2 separate regions of the Pan troglodytes genome follow, and region 1 is linked to region 2. Evidence: chromatin contacts called from public capture Hi-C data. All regions are on one chromosome and are shown on one strand. Each heading gives the region's core, a stretch centred on a gene start, on an enhancer-like site or on the middle of the called end of the contact. The rest is flanking DNA. Distances are from core to core; before and after follow the strand shown.

Region 1 (6,353 bases), core at 1,947-4,446, 120 kb after region 2:
GAGGCACGGAAATGTCTTCAGCAGGAGCCCGTGTATTTCAGGAATACTTTTAAGCTAAGAACAAAAAAATAGCCCAACCCTTGAAGTTCCCCCTAAACCAGAGGCTGGCTGCCTGTGCCCTGTCCTGGCGCTGCTCTGCCCTGGAAACACTGGGAACGGTGGAGCTCTGTCTCTCTGTCTGGCCCCTACCGCCCTCACTCCCCCAGGTGTGCGAGGCTCCGACAGACGCGAGAGGCTGGAAAAGGAAAGTGCCAAAGGGAGGTTATAAATATGTCCAGAGAGAACCTGGGCCATCTTACCGACCATGCAGAGGAGGCCATGGAGCTCAGGGTAGGAGAGTCCAGAATGTGTCCCCAATGCTGGGCCTCCGGCATACTCATCACCGCCACCATCCTCGCTGCCACCAGGGGGCAGTGTGGCCCCAGCGCAAGGGCATCAGCTTTGGGGGCCAAACGCACCTGGTCTCAAATCTCAGCTCCACGTACCACCTGTGTGTCCTTGGGCGCGCATGACTTCACTTCTCTCTGCCTCTGTTTCCTCTTTGTGAATGGGGGTAATAATAATGGCAATATTGGCTCGAGTGAGGTTTAGTGAGCTACTCTATGTGAGAGCTCTTTGCAAATCATCAGGTGCCTCAGTGCAATCGCCACCACAGCCACAGAGATTCCACCCGCTGGATGCCTTCCCCTCTGAGGTTTCTCACCCTGCAAAGCCTGAGACTCTTGCACTCAGTTTCTCTTTGGGATTATGCCAGTCCTGTGACAGGTGACCCTGGGTTGCCCCCATTCTTAGTCCAGTGTCTGAGAAGGGGAAGAAAAACTCCATTTGCATTGGAGCATTGGAGCAGCTCAGATGAGTGAACAGGAGGAAGGCTGCAGGCAGAGGAACTGGCTGATGGGAAGCTCCTCGAGTGAATGGCCAGCCTGCTCGATGCTGGTCAGCCAAGGACACGTGGAGAACTAGGATATGACTGTGAGCACGTGTGTATTCTTTCAGGAGGAAGCAGGGAACACTTGGGTGGTGCTGGGAGGGATTGGAGGTCGTCGTTATCAGGTGAAGGATGGATCTGTGCTTATCCAGTGGTAAAAGGCAGGAAGGGCATTTGAGCTGAGGGAACTGTGCATATGCAGGCGCCAGGGATGAAAGTGCAAAAGGTAGGTTATAGGTGTGTGGTGATGAGCAGCAAATGTTAGGCTAAGAAATAGGCTTTGCTCTGAGGAGAATGGCTGGGCACAATAAGATTAGGGTTGGGAGCTGGGCAAGGTGTCTCACACCTGTAATCCCAGCACTTTGGGAGGCCAAGGTGGGAGGATCACTTTAGCCCAGGAGTCTGAGACCAGCCTGGGCAACATAGCAAGACTCTGTCTCTACAAAAATAAAAATAAAAAAAAATCAGCTGTGCATGGTGGTGCATGCCTGTGGTCCCGGCTACTTGGAAAGCTTGAGGTGGGAGGATTGCTTGTTTGAGGCTACAGTGAGCTAGGATGGCACCACTGCACTCCAGCCTGAATGACAGAGAAAGATCCTGTCTAAAAAAAAAGATTAGCGTTTGGAAAGATGGCTCCAGTAGAATGTGGAGGATGGATTAGAACTAGGGAGACGGGAGTCACAGACGATTAAGGAGGCTGTGCAAGGGTTCTACAGGAACAAGGAGTGGGCTTTGAATTTAGGGAGAAGAGGGAGTAAGACAGACAGAGAAATATGAAGGCAGAGTTGCCACACAGGCTGCAGGGATGGGGGCTGACTCTGAAGAGATGGGAGGGGCTCAGAACAGGGACCAGGGAGGGGCAGGTTTCCAGGCAAATGGTGAGCTCTCTGCTGAGCCGGAGCTGGGGTTCAAGCCCCTCCTGTTGTAGGAGGGAAACCTGAGATTTGACAAGGAAAGTAAAATGCCCAGGGTCAGTCAAAGGCAGCAGCTTAGTACTTGGATCATTCTGTATTCAACCTCATGGCTTAGGGACCAGCAGATAATGACTGAGTCCTCAAATTTGCCCTTTGAGACGGTTAAGTGCCATGGTTAGGGGCTTGGACTCTGGGGCCAGATTGTCTAGGTTAAGATCCTGATCTGCCTCTTACCAACTGTGTGACCTTGGCAGGTCTCTCTGTACCTCAGTTTCCTCGTCTGTAAATTGGGGATTATAATAGGTTGTTTGGAGCATTAACTGAGCTGATACAAGTGCTTAGAACAGTGCTTGGCAAATAATGAGTGTTAGTCATGATCATTGCATCCATTTTGAAGAAGAAACTGAGGCTTAGAAAAATGAAGTATCTGCCCCATGCCACACAACTAATGTTGGCCGAGTTCCAGCCTAAGCTACTCCAAAGACTTGACTGGTTTCCTTAAGCTAACTGCTTGCCACCGCTGGCTCTTTCTGGAGGATGGTTGATGTCTTTAACTGAAAAGACTAGAGTCCCCAGCTGAAGGACTCTTAGGAGGAGATTCTGTGGCCCTCTAAGCGTCCTGTCTGGACCCAGCTCTGATTCTGACACCACCATTCAGCTTGTTTGCTGGAGAGATCCACTTGCTCCCCTGGCCAGAGAGCAGGCCAGAAACCAGGATCCATCAGGGAGGCCTGAGGCCTGGTCTCTCCCCTAGTTCCACCTAGGGGACAAAAAAAGACATGCATTTAAATGAGGACAGTGCCACTTGGAAGGTGAGATGATTTTAGACGCGCATGCCAGGAACAGTTGGAGTGAGTGAATCTTGGAAGTGTGTGCACAGAATGTGGGGGGCGGATGATGTGTTGGGAGCATGATGTGAAAAGGAGAGAATCAAGCAAAACGCAAACTGTTGTGCTCTGAATAAGCAACACTGATGGAAGCAAGTTAGCCTGCTCCAGCCCCTCCTGAGAGAGCTGGCACACAGGCAAGTTAGGGTGTCCTACCCTGGTCCAGACACCAGAGAGAATCCACCTTGCCACGTGGTTCTTATGTGAGCCACTGCGGAGGCCCCGCCCAGCTGAGAAGCAGCTGCTTGTGTTCTGCTTCCTGCCTTCCCCATCCCTAGGCTCATAACCCAGCAGCAGAGGAAGTGACTCATCTTCCCAGATGAGATGGGCGGCATGCTTCCCCAGCAGCTCTCAGAAAATCTGCCCGAGCCACAGAAATGAAGCCGGGCAGCGGTAGGCTGTGGGTTTCTAGAGATCACTCCATGCGGTGCTGCTGCACTGACTTTCCAGAGCAGCTTCCTCAAGAGAAGAAAACAATCGTAACATTGCCTGAGTACCTATTACCCACCTGTAAGCACGTGCAAAACACACTCAGTGATTAGTTCCATCCGTCAGATGAGAAAACAGAGGTGGAATGAAGAACACATGAATCTGAGTCTCCGTTTGGAAAGATGAGGGAGGTCTGGAGATGGATGGTGAGGACGGTTGTACAGCAATGTAGATGTACTTCATGCCACTGAATTTTATGTTAACATTTTATGTTATATATACTTTATAGTTTAAAAAAGTACTGCAGGCTGGGCGCTCACGCCTGTAATCCCAGCACTTTGGGAGGCCATGATGGGTGGATCACCAGAGGTCATGAGTTCCAGACCAGCCTGGCCAACATGGTGAAACCTTGTCTCTACTAAAAATACAAAAATTAGCCAGGTGTGGTGGTGCACAGCTGTAGTCCCAGCTACTCAGGAGACTGAAGCAGGAGAATTGCTTGAACCCAGGAGGCAGAGGTTGCAGTGAGCCGAGATCATGCCACTGCACTCCAGCCTGGGTGACAGAGCAAGACTCTGTCTCAAAAAAAAAAAAAACCGCAAACTAAGAATTAAATAACACAGCTACTAAGGGGGGAAGCCAGCAGTCACACCCGAGAAGTCCTACCCCAGCGCCTTCCTTGCTCTAAACACTCCTGTAATGTCTCATCTGCGAGTGAGGATAGTGACCTGCAGAAGATGTGATTGGACAGAGAGACAGGGACCACTCAGTGTCAGGCTAAGAAGGATGGTCTCTCCTGGGGTTACTGAGAGCTGGGTCAGGGTTTTATACAGAAAGGGGCATGGTAGGATTTAAGGGTCAGAAAGTTCCCTCTGGCTTGCAAGAAGATGGGCTGGTGTGAAACTGGAGGTAGGAAAGAGGCCGGGGCATGGCCCAGACAAGAGCAGTGGTGGGCTAGACCAGGACAGGGCTGCAGATTTGAGAGGCTCGTGAAGTGGAATGGACAGGTGGGGAACGCGGGCAGGCAATGACTGCCCTAGCTGGGTTTCTTCTGGCCCACCCAGTTCAGCCTCTGGACAGTGGTCCTTCAAGGTCCCCTCCCTGACTGAAGCCTCAGAGGAAAAGTCAGGGCACAGGCTTCCTCTCCAGCCCCCAGGGGGCAGTGTTGCAAAGTCTTTAGGGAGCAGGGCCCTTCTTCCAAATTATCCACGGCCTGGCAGGGGCTTGCTCCCATCGCGCATTTGCCACCCCCACTCACCCCATCCCCAACTCCCACCCTCGGCATCCCTCCCAGCCTTTGCTGCACCACCCCTCTCCCGTGTCCTCTCTCCAAGAAGACATATTAATAACTGTAATCCCACACTTGACACTTTAGGAAAACAGTGGCACAGCCATTAGCTCATGTGGGCCATGAGCAGAATGAGACTCCAAAAGACAGGGGCAGAGCAGAATGAGACTCTTCCCCCAACCCCCACCACCCCCATCCCCAGCCACCATTAAAATTTTTTTTTTTTTTTTTTTTTTAGAGACAGGGTCTCGCTCTGCTGCCCAGGCTGGAGTACAGTGGTGTGATCATAGCTCACTGCAGCCTCCAACTCCTGGGCTCAAGGGATCCTCCCCACTTCAGCCTCCCCAGTAGCTGGGACCACAGGCATGTGCCACCACACCTGGCTAATTTTTAAATTTTTGGTAGAGACAGGGTCTCACTATGTTTCCCAGGCTTGCATCGAACTCCTGGCCTCAAGTAATCTTCCTGCCTCGGTCTCCCAAAGCACTGGGATTGTAGTCATTAGCCACTGCACCTGCACCCCCCACCCTCCACCATTTTATAATAAGGAAACTGAGGACCAGGCAGGGAATGAGACCTGACCAGCATGTCAGTGGCAGAGCCAGGGCTGGGGGCTGAAGGCCAGCCAGTGCCCAAGCTGGAGCCCTGCAGCACCTGTAGAACAACAGCTGTGAACAGTGGTCCCCCCGCCCACCTGCAGAGTCCCCATTTTGCTCCTGAGCTTCCTCCTACCTCAGAGGGCCTTCCTAGTGATTTATTCTCCTGGGTTGTCAGTGAGATCAGGCTGACCTGGCACGTATGTGTCATGATTTACTTCCTCCTCATCCTCTGCTTCCAGAATTATAAGAGTCATCACCATCACCATCACTGCCGTATTAATAATGGCTCATGTCTGCTCAGCTCTCAGAATTTTGGAAGCACTAATCTATCCATCAGCTCATCCAAGCCATATGACAGCTCTGGGAAGGTGTTTTGCAGACAATGGCACTAAGGATCAGAGAGGGCAAGTGACCAGCCCCAGGTCACTGGGTGAGGCTGGGGGCGGTCTCCCAGGAGGAAGAAGCTGTACCACATACTTAGGAGAAGATCGGGCAAGATAACAGGGTTTAGGACAGTCCTGCCAGGAGGCTTCTTGTGTCAACTAAAACTAAAATCTAAGCCCCTCAATTCACTGAATGGACAACCCACCTCTTGGCCAAGGGGACCCCAGAGAAACCTTTAAAAACTGAGTTCTTGGCCATGAAGGGACAAGAGACACACCTCGTTTATCCTCCTCCCTTTTGTGGCTTAGACACTACACCTGAGCAGCATTAATGTTAAAACAGAGATCATAAGACTGACAGAATGGACTCTTTGTGGCAATAAGATGCCAAACTATAAACATGACCTAGGGTCACGCCAGGCAAGGGTTAAGTCCCACACCCATACACTAAAGAATAAACTATGTTCTCACTGCCACAACATTTCTTTTTTTCTCTAGCACCTAAATAAGCCCTGGTCTTGAGATAAGCAGTGGTAAAACAATTTGCAGCTCCTCCACCGCCAGACACTAACTAACTGATCCCCGTTCCACCAGCCATAACTATAGCTCTGATTGGACTAGAGACTGTTTCAGGAATTTTTTCTGATAAGAGACCACCGACCATGGATGGGTTCTGGCCAGTTTGTAGACACCGCGCTTGAGCCCTTCAAGTCCTTGCTTCACCTTTTGATGTATATATGCATTTGAATGTTAAGTCTCCAACCCAAGGTGAACATGGGTCTTATGAAACATGCATGTTTATTCCATATGCATACATTAGGATCACCTCATGAATATTCATAGCTCCTCCTATAACCTGTTGAATATGTATATTTGGTCAATGCGTTCAGCTTAAATTTCTGTCCAACCCCTCCTCCCTTGAAGT
Region 2 (6,529 bases), core at 2,154-4,653:
TCAAGAATTGGGATTTGGGAACCTCTGCCCAGATTTCAGAGGATGTATGAAAACACCTGGATGTCCAGGCAGAAGTTTGCTGCAGGGGCAGGGCTGTCATGGAGAACTTCTGCTAGGGCAGGGCAGAAGGGAAATGTGGGGTTGGAGCCCCCACACAGAATCCCTACTAGGGCACTGCCTAGTGGAGCTGTGAGAAGAGGGCCACTGTCCTCCAGACTCCGGAATTGTAAATCCACTGACAACTTGCACCGTGCACCTGGAAAAGCTGCAGACACTCAACGTCAGCTTGTGAAAGCAGCCAGGAGGGAGGCTGTACCCTGCAAAGCCACAGGGGCAGAACTGCCCAAGAACATGGGAACCCACCTCTTGCATCAGCATGACCTGGATGTGAGACAGGGAGTCAAAGGAGATTATTTTGGAGCATTAAGATTTGACTGCCCTGCTGGATTTCGGACTTGCATGGGCCCTGTAACCCCTCTGTTTTGGCCAATTTCTCCCATTTGGAATGACTGTACTCCCACTGTATCTAGGAAGTAACTAACCTGCTTTTAATTTTACAGGCTCATAGGTGGAAAGGACTTGCCTTGTCTTGAATGAGACTTTGGACTGTGGACTTTTGAGTTAATGCTGGAATGAGTTAAGACTTTGAGGGACTGTTGGGAAGGCATGATTGGTTTTGAAATGTGAGGACCTGAGGTTTGGGAGGGGCCAGGAGCAGAATGATATGATTTGGCTGTTCCACCACCTAAATCTTATCTTAAATTCCTACATGTTGTGGGAGGGACCCAGTGGGAGGTAATTGAATCATAGGGGCAGGTCTTTCCCATGCTGCTCTCATGATCGTGAACAAGTCTCATGAGGTCTGATGGCTTTATAAGGCAGAGTTCCCCTTCACAAGCCCTCTCTTTGCCTGCTGCTATCCATGTAAGATGTGACTTGCTCCTCCTTGTCTTCCACCATTATTGTGAGGCTTCCTCAGCCACGTGGAACTGTAAGTCAATTAAACCTCTTTCTTTTGTAAATTGCCCAGTCTCGGGTATGTCTTTATCAGTAGCATGAAAACGGACTAATACACCACTCTCATGTCTGGGCAGGGCCAGTGGGCCCGGGAGGCAGAGTCTGTCAGTGGGACTGGGGCAATAAGGGGTCTCTCTTGTGTCTGAAGGAACCACAGTGACCCACTCAGGGGGCCTAGAGGCAGTGAAGGCTGTGGGCCTGCCACATCTTGTCAAGACTGCTCAAGCAAGTCCTCACTGCTCCTCCAGCTCCCTGCCACCCTCCAATCCATTCTCCCACATAATGGCTCCTTCGCCAGAAGGATGAAGCCTTTATGTGGGTGTTCAGGGCCTGATCTCTCTACCCCATCTCCCACAACAGTCCTCCATACACAGCCCAATGTTCCTGAACAGGTCACAGTATTTATGCCTCTGTGTACACCTTGCTTTGTCTGAAATGCTCTTTCTCCTTCTTTGATAGAATTCCTCCTTTTCCTCTCAGGATCTAGCTTAAATGTGCCATTCACTGGGGAGCCTGCCCTAACCCCAGATCAGGTAGGCCCCACTTCTGGCCTTGCACTGTGCCCCTTCTAACGTTGCACTGCCCATTCTGTGTGGAATGTTCTGTTGCTATATATGGCTCCTTTTCTAGACTGTGAGCTCCTCAAGGACAAGGACCACATCTGATCCTTTCTGTGTTCCCAGTGCCCAGCCTAGGGCCTGGCAGAGAGTATGGGCCCCACAGAGCTTGTTGAATTAGTGTGTATGTAAGTGAAAATGATAGGGTGGGCAGTTGTGGGTAAGTGGCGAGTGGCAAGTAGGTTTGTCCCCAAGCCTGAGAGGGTCACCTGAACTGGGTACAGAGTTGAGAACTCATCATTTTGATCTCTTTTACCAAATGAGATTGGGTCTGAATTTGATTAGGACATGTTATCTGTAAGACTGCCTGGGGCTAGCAAGACAAAAGTCTAAAATCTGAGGTAATCTGTAAGGAGTAGTCAGAGGAGACCATGGGCCCTGCACAGCTCTTTCCAAGGCTTGGAAACAACTTCAGGTGGATAGGTATGGATAATAATACTGTAGTCAGTCCTTCCCATGTGGGAGTGAGGCTCCCAGCGAACAGTCCCACAAATCCCAGAACAGTCCCTCTAGTGAGTCAGAGATCTGGGTAATATGGAAGTCCTCAGATTGTCTGCTCCTCCACCCTTCTGGAATCACACTTTCCCTCAGTTTCTTAAGATGTTGCAAGTCATCGGCCGGGTGCGGTGGCTCACGCCTGTAATCCCAGCACTTTGGGAGGCTGAGGCGGGTGGATCATGACGTCAGGAGTTCAAGACCAGCCTGGCTAAGATGGTGAAACCCCTCTCTACTAAAAATACAAAAAATTAGCCAGGCGTGGTGGCAGGTGCCTATAATCCCAGCTACTTGGGAGGCTGAGGCAGGAGAATTGCTTGAACTCGGAGGGCAGAGGCTGCAGTGAGCTGAGATCGCGCCACTGCACTCCAGCCTGGGCGACACAGTGAGACTCCATCTCAAGAAAAAAAAAAAAAGATTTTGCAGGTCATCATCCTATATTCTGGGCGAAGCATAGAGTCTTTCCCAAGAGCCTGAGAGTTCCTGGGAGCTTATATTCTGATCACCTCTCACTCTTAATTCCTGCTGCTATTGCATTCTTGTGACTGTGACTGAGTTGTTTTGCTCCAGGCTCTGATGCTGCCCTTGCTGCCTCTTTCCCCAAAGCACCAGGTGCAAGCATGTGCACGTAACAGACTTTCCTTCAAGAGTTGAGGGTAAGGAAGTGAGTTATAGCACAATGCAGAGCCGAAAGGCAGAGCCGGAATCATTACCTTCTTTGTACAAAAGAGGAAACCAAAGCTTAGATATTAACCAGGTGACTTGACTAAAGCTATACAGCAAGTTAGTGACAGAACTAGGCCTGGAATGAGCTCTCCTGATCCAGACTCTAGAGTCAGCATTACACTGTTCTGAACATCTGGAATCCAAAGAGCTGTCCAGGTTTAGGTTAAGAACAGTTCCACACACACAGAAAGACGGTCCTGGGTAGCGGGCAGTGAAAGAAACCTGGGGAGCTGGGGATCTCTGTGAGCGTGGCTCACCTCCCCCTCTGTCTCCTGGAGCTGACCCTTGCTCATATCCTGCGGGAACAAGACCCAGGTGGATCAAAACTTTACTGAGGCCCCGCTCAAGACAGGCACAGTAGTGCAGTAGGTTTAATCTTCACTATGGTTCTGCAAGGCTGGCAACATTATTCCCCATTTTAGTTGAGAAAACAGTCTCCAAGAGTGGAAGTGACCTGCTCAAGGTCATACAGATAGTCAGGCCTGGCTCTGAGCCTGAGGACTCCCAGTCCCCGGCTCTGCTGCAAGCTCCATGGCATTGCCAACATTGACCACCAGGTGGCAATCTCCCCCAACTCCCTGCAGGCCACAAGCACCCTGGAATTTTAAGCAGTAATGCCTATGGTTGGTGGCAGAACAGCAGTCTCTGCCTGGATTTTCAAAACTGCCCTGAGGCAGTTTTATAACTCTTTTGTCCCAAGGGGAAATTGATGTCCAAGAGGGATGGTGGCTTTACAGAGGAGGAAGTTCTATGTGTGTGTGCGTGTGAGCATGAGATCTGCTTCTGGTTCCAAGGCTGGTGGACTCTGCTGACCTATTGTTAGCTGGGAGTTGGTGGGCATGACTTTCCTGGCACGATGTTCAGTTTCTCCTCTGTGCCTGCTGTTGCCAAGCCTCACTCAGAGATGGGCAGCCGAGTTTTCCTTGGACTCCCATCAGAGGCCCAGGGCCCAACCTCTTGTTTAGGTGGGGTCAGACTTACCTGGTCTGAGGCCATCTGAACAGCCCTGTGGATCCTTCCCCTATTTTAATCTGTGTGCTTCTTCGTATGGAGCCATGGAAACTCCTATGATCTTCCATGGCTGCCTACAGCCAGGAAACACTGGGAGAGAGTCCTGTGCATTCTTCCTGCAGTACTCACCATGTTCCCTTCAGGCTCTGCTGGATGGACCAGACCCTCTCAGCAGGCTTCCTGCCACTGGATACCCCTTTACCTCTGTGCTGCTCAGTGGCAGTCCCAGGGTGGGCCTGTGAGTTCTCGGCACAGCAAGCTTTCTGCCCAGATGCCAGGGTGAGGCTCCCTTTCTGGCAGGCACGCCCAGCTTCTATGCAGGGCTTGGGCACATTCTCCATTCCCCATCATGGCAGTGACTCTCAGCACAAACACTGCAGTGTTCACAAGGCCACCCCAACTTCTCCCCCCTTCCCTCCTATGTCCTCTCTTTGTGTGTGTGTGCACGTGTACGCTCCTTCATGTCTCTCTTTACAGAGTGTGGTCTTAGAGCCTCTTGTCCTCAGTTTTGGGCCTTCACTGCAATTCCACAAATCCAGAACTCAAGGAAAGTCCTGCTGTACGTCCTGTCAGGTAAAGGTAGTGACAGCTCCCTTGCCAGATTCAGAGGAGAGTTCCTGGGAGTTTCCTGAACGCAGGGCTGTCGTTTGAGCTCTGTGTTCCGAGCACCCAGCACAGGGCCTGCATGGGACAGGCCCCAAGGGGAGGGAGGTGGTTCTCACATGAATGAAGGGCCCTGAACTAGAGCAAGTTAGCCTCTCAGAACACAATGAGTCCCCTTCTTCTGTAGGGCACCACACATCCCTCTGCAGAAACTGAGGGAAGGTGGAGAACAGAGCAAATAGTGATAAAGGCAAGCAGCACGCAGTCATTATGTCAACGTTTCTCAAGTTTCTCTCATTCATATGCCTCCTCCATGATTTTTGCTAAATCCATGGATTCTTAATAATTTTCTTTAGCATATTTTATGAAAATACCTAATTCATGGTCTCCTAAGGAATAATATTCATGAAATCACTGGTTTGATTTATCTTTCCTAATATACATTAAATTATATACATACCTATTAAAAAATAGCAAAGACCACTGAAGTAGGTCATACCTACCACCAGTGAGATGTATACTGCACTTGGGTTATTTAGTTTTCACAAAACCCTATAAGGTCAATCATGCTTTTTCTGTCTTATAGGTGAAGAAATTGAAGGTCAGAGAATTGACTTGGCTGAGGTCACACAGTCTTCTGATCTTTGGCCTACAGCCTAAAGATGGGAGAGGGGAAGGGAGGAGCAGGTGCTTGGGAGATGATGGGGGAGGGAGGCAGCTGCCACTGAAAAATGAAAGAAGATGGTGAAGATAGGGGGTGGGGGGCAGGACTCCATGTCAGAAAGGCAAATGACCTGAGTCCCAATGTCCTATGCACAGTAATGGCCATGAAAATAGCTGCAGATTTGCCTGCATTTGTATGACCAAGATTTATTGTGCCAGCAACTCCAGTAATTGGATGATGAAAGCACTGCAGCTGGGACTGTTGGCTGGAGATTAATTATTAGAGAGAGGAGGTAGGATGGGGAGTAGCCTGGATGGTGCCCAGCTGTGGAGAGACTGGAACCCACTAGAAGAGCAGGCAGGCAGACCTCAGACATCTAGTGGACCCTCCTCCCTACTCAGCTAAGACCCAGGGAGGGAGGCAACTGGACTGGGCCAAGGCCACAGCCATTCTACAGCAAGGCAGGATGAGAGCTCTTCTCTGAGTGAAGTTGATTTTCCAGAAAAGATGGGCAGCTACAGCAGCAGGAAGGGCCTGCACTTGGAGTCTGAGACCAGAGGGGAAGCCTCAGCTTTGTCTCTTACTTGCTATATGGCCTTAGGAAGGTGACTTAGCCTCTTCAAACCTCAGTTTTCCCAGCTGTACGATGGAGATGATGGCATTGACTTTACTAGGAAGTCATGAGGCTCCAAGATTATTGGGTCCTGTTTAGATCTAGGACCCACTCAGGGACAACTTTCATTCTCACCCCCTCTGCTCAGGTCTGGCCCTCATCCTTCCTGCCTGGGTCCTGTGAACCCCTTCCCTGCTCTCTCATCAAGCCCTAAAACTTGATCCTTAGCCACTGTGGGGACTTTCTGCGTGAATGTCAAGTCTCCCAAGTAGGAACCTAAAAGGGACTGGGAGATGGGGGGCAGGGGTGGATCCCAAGAAGAAGTCATTTTCCCTCACAGCCTTAGTTTTCTCATCTGCAAAATGGGAATAGGCTTTATTTGGATTTATTCTGTTGCAAAGAACAGCAAACCACTGGAGCCCAACCAAGTGGGTTGGGGAAGGAGCCAACTATGGGGACTGGAACTAGAACCTGCACATTGGAAGGAACAGAGGCCACTTGGGGCTAGCTTCTCCTCCATCTCTTTGTCAATGGGTCTCTGTTGCTATCTGCCCATCTTCCAACTACTCATAGGTGGATTCTTTCCCTCTCTCCTCTCTGTCTCAAGCTTCTGTTTCCTCAGAATCTCTGTTCTAGCACAACTTTTTCTTACATGTGACTGCTCATGGCTCCATTTCAACTCCATACTTCGTTCCTCTGGGCTCCTTTGTAGAAACTAGGAGTTTCTCCCCATCCTGCTCAATTCACATGCATAGCAGAGGGAATCTGATTGGCCCTCTGATT

Evidence for each region. Capture Hi-C pulls out chosen DNA fragments and counts their contacts.
Region 1: a capture Hi-C map of stem cell-derived neural stem cells shows a contact between it and region 2, with 2.6 times the contacts expected there. The contact joins two enhancer-like sites. A contact is called at or near these places in 4 of 7 Hi-C or Micro-C datasets (blood, induced pluripotent stem cells and stem cell-derived neural progenitor cells) and 1 of 1 other capture datasets (stem cell-derived neural stem cells).

The regions. Positions count from the first base shown.
Region 1 is chr9:77,166,040-77,172,392 of NHGRI_mPanTro3-v2.0_pri, forward strand. The region is part of intron 1 of SLCO2B1 (solute carrier organic anion transporter family member 2B1); the gene reads left to right. Among named protein-coding and RNA genes, the nearest start is that of SLCO2B1, 43 kb to the left of the region's middle. Within about 2 kb of position 3,197, at least 8 of the 24 cell types and tissues checked have an H3K27ac peak or open chromatin away from gene starts, as enhancers often do. A contact at or near this core is called in stem cell-derived neural stem cells, where this site is marked.
Region 2 is chr9:77,045,223-77,051,751 of NHGRI_mPanTro3-v2.0_pri, forward strand. No RefSeq gene overlaps it. Among named protein-coding and RNA genes, the nearest start is that of NEU3, 34 kb to the left of the region's middle. Within about 2 kb of position 3,404, at least 10 of the 24 cell types and tissues checked have an H3K27ac peak or open chromatin away from gene starts, as enhancers often do. A contact at or near this core is called in stem cell-derived neural stem cells, where this site is marked.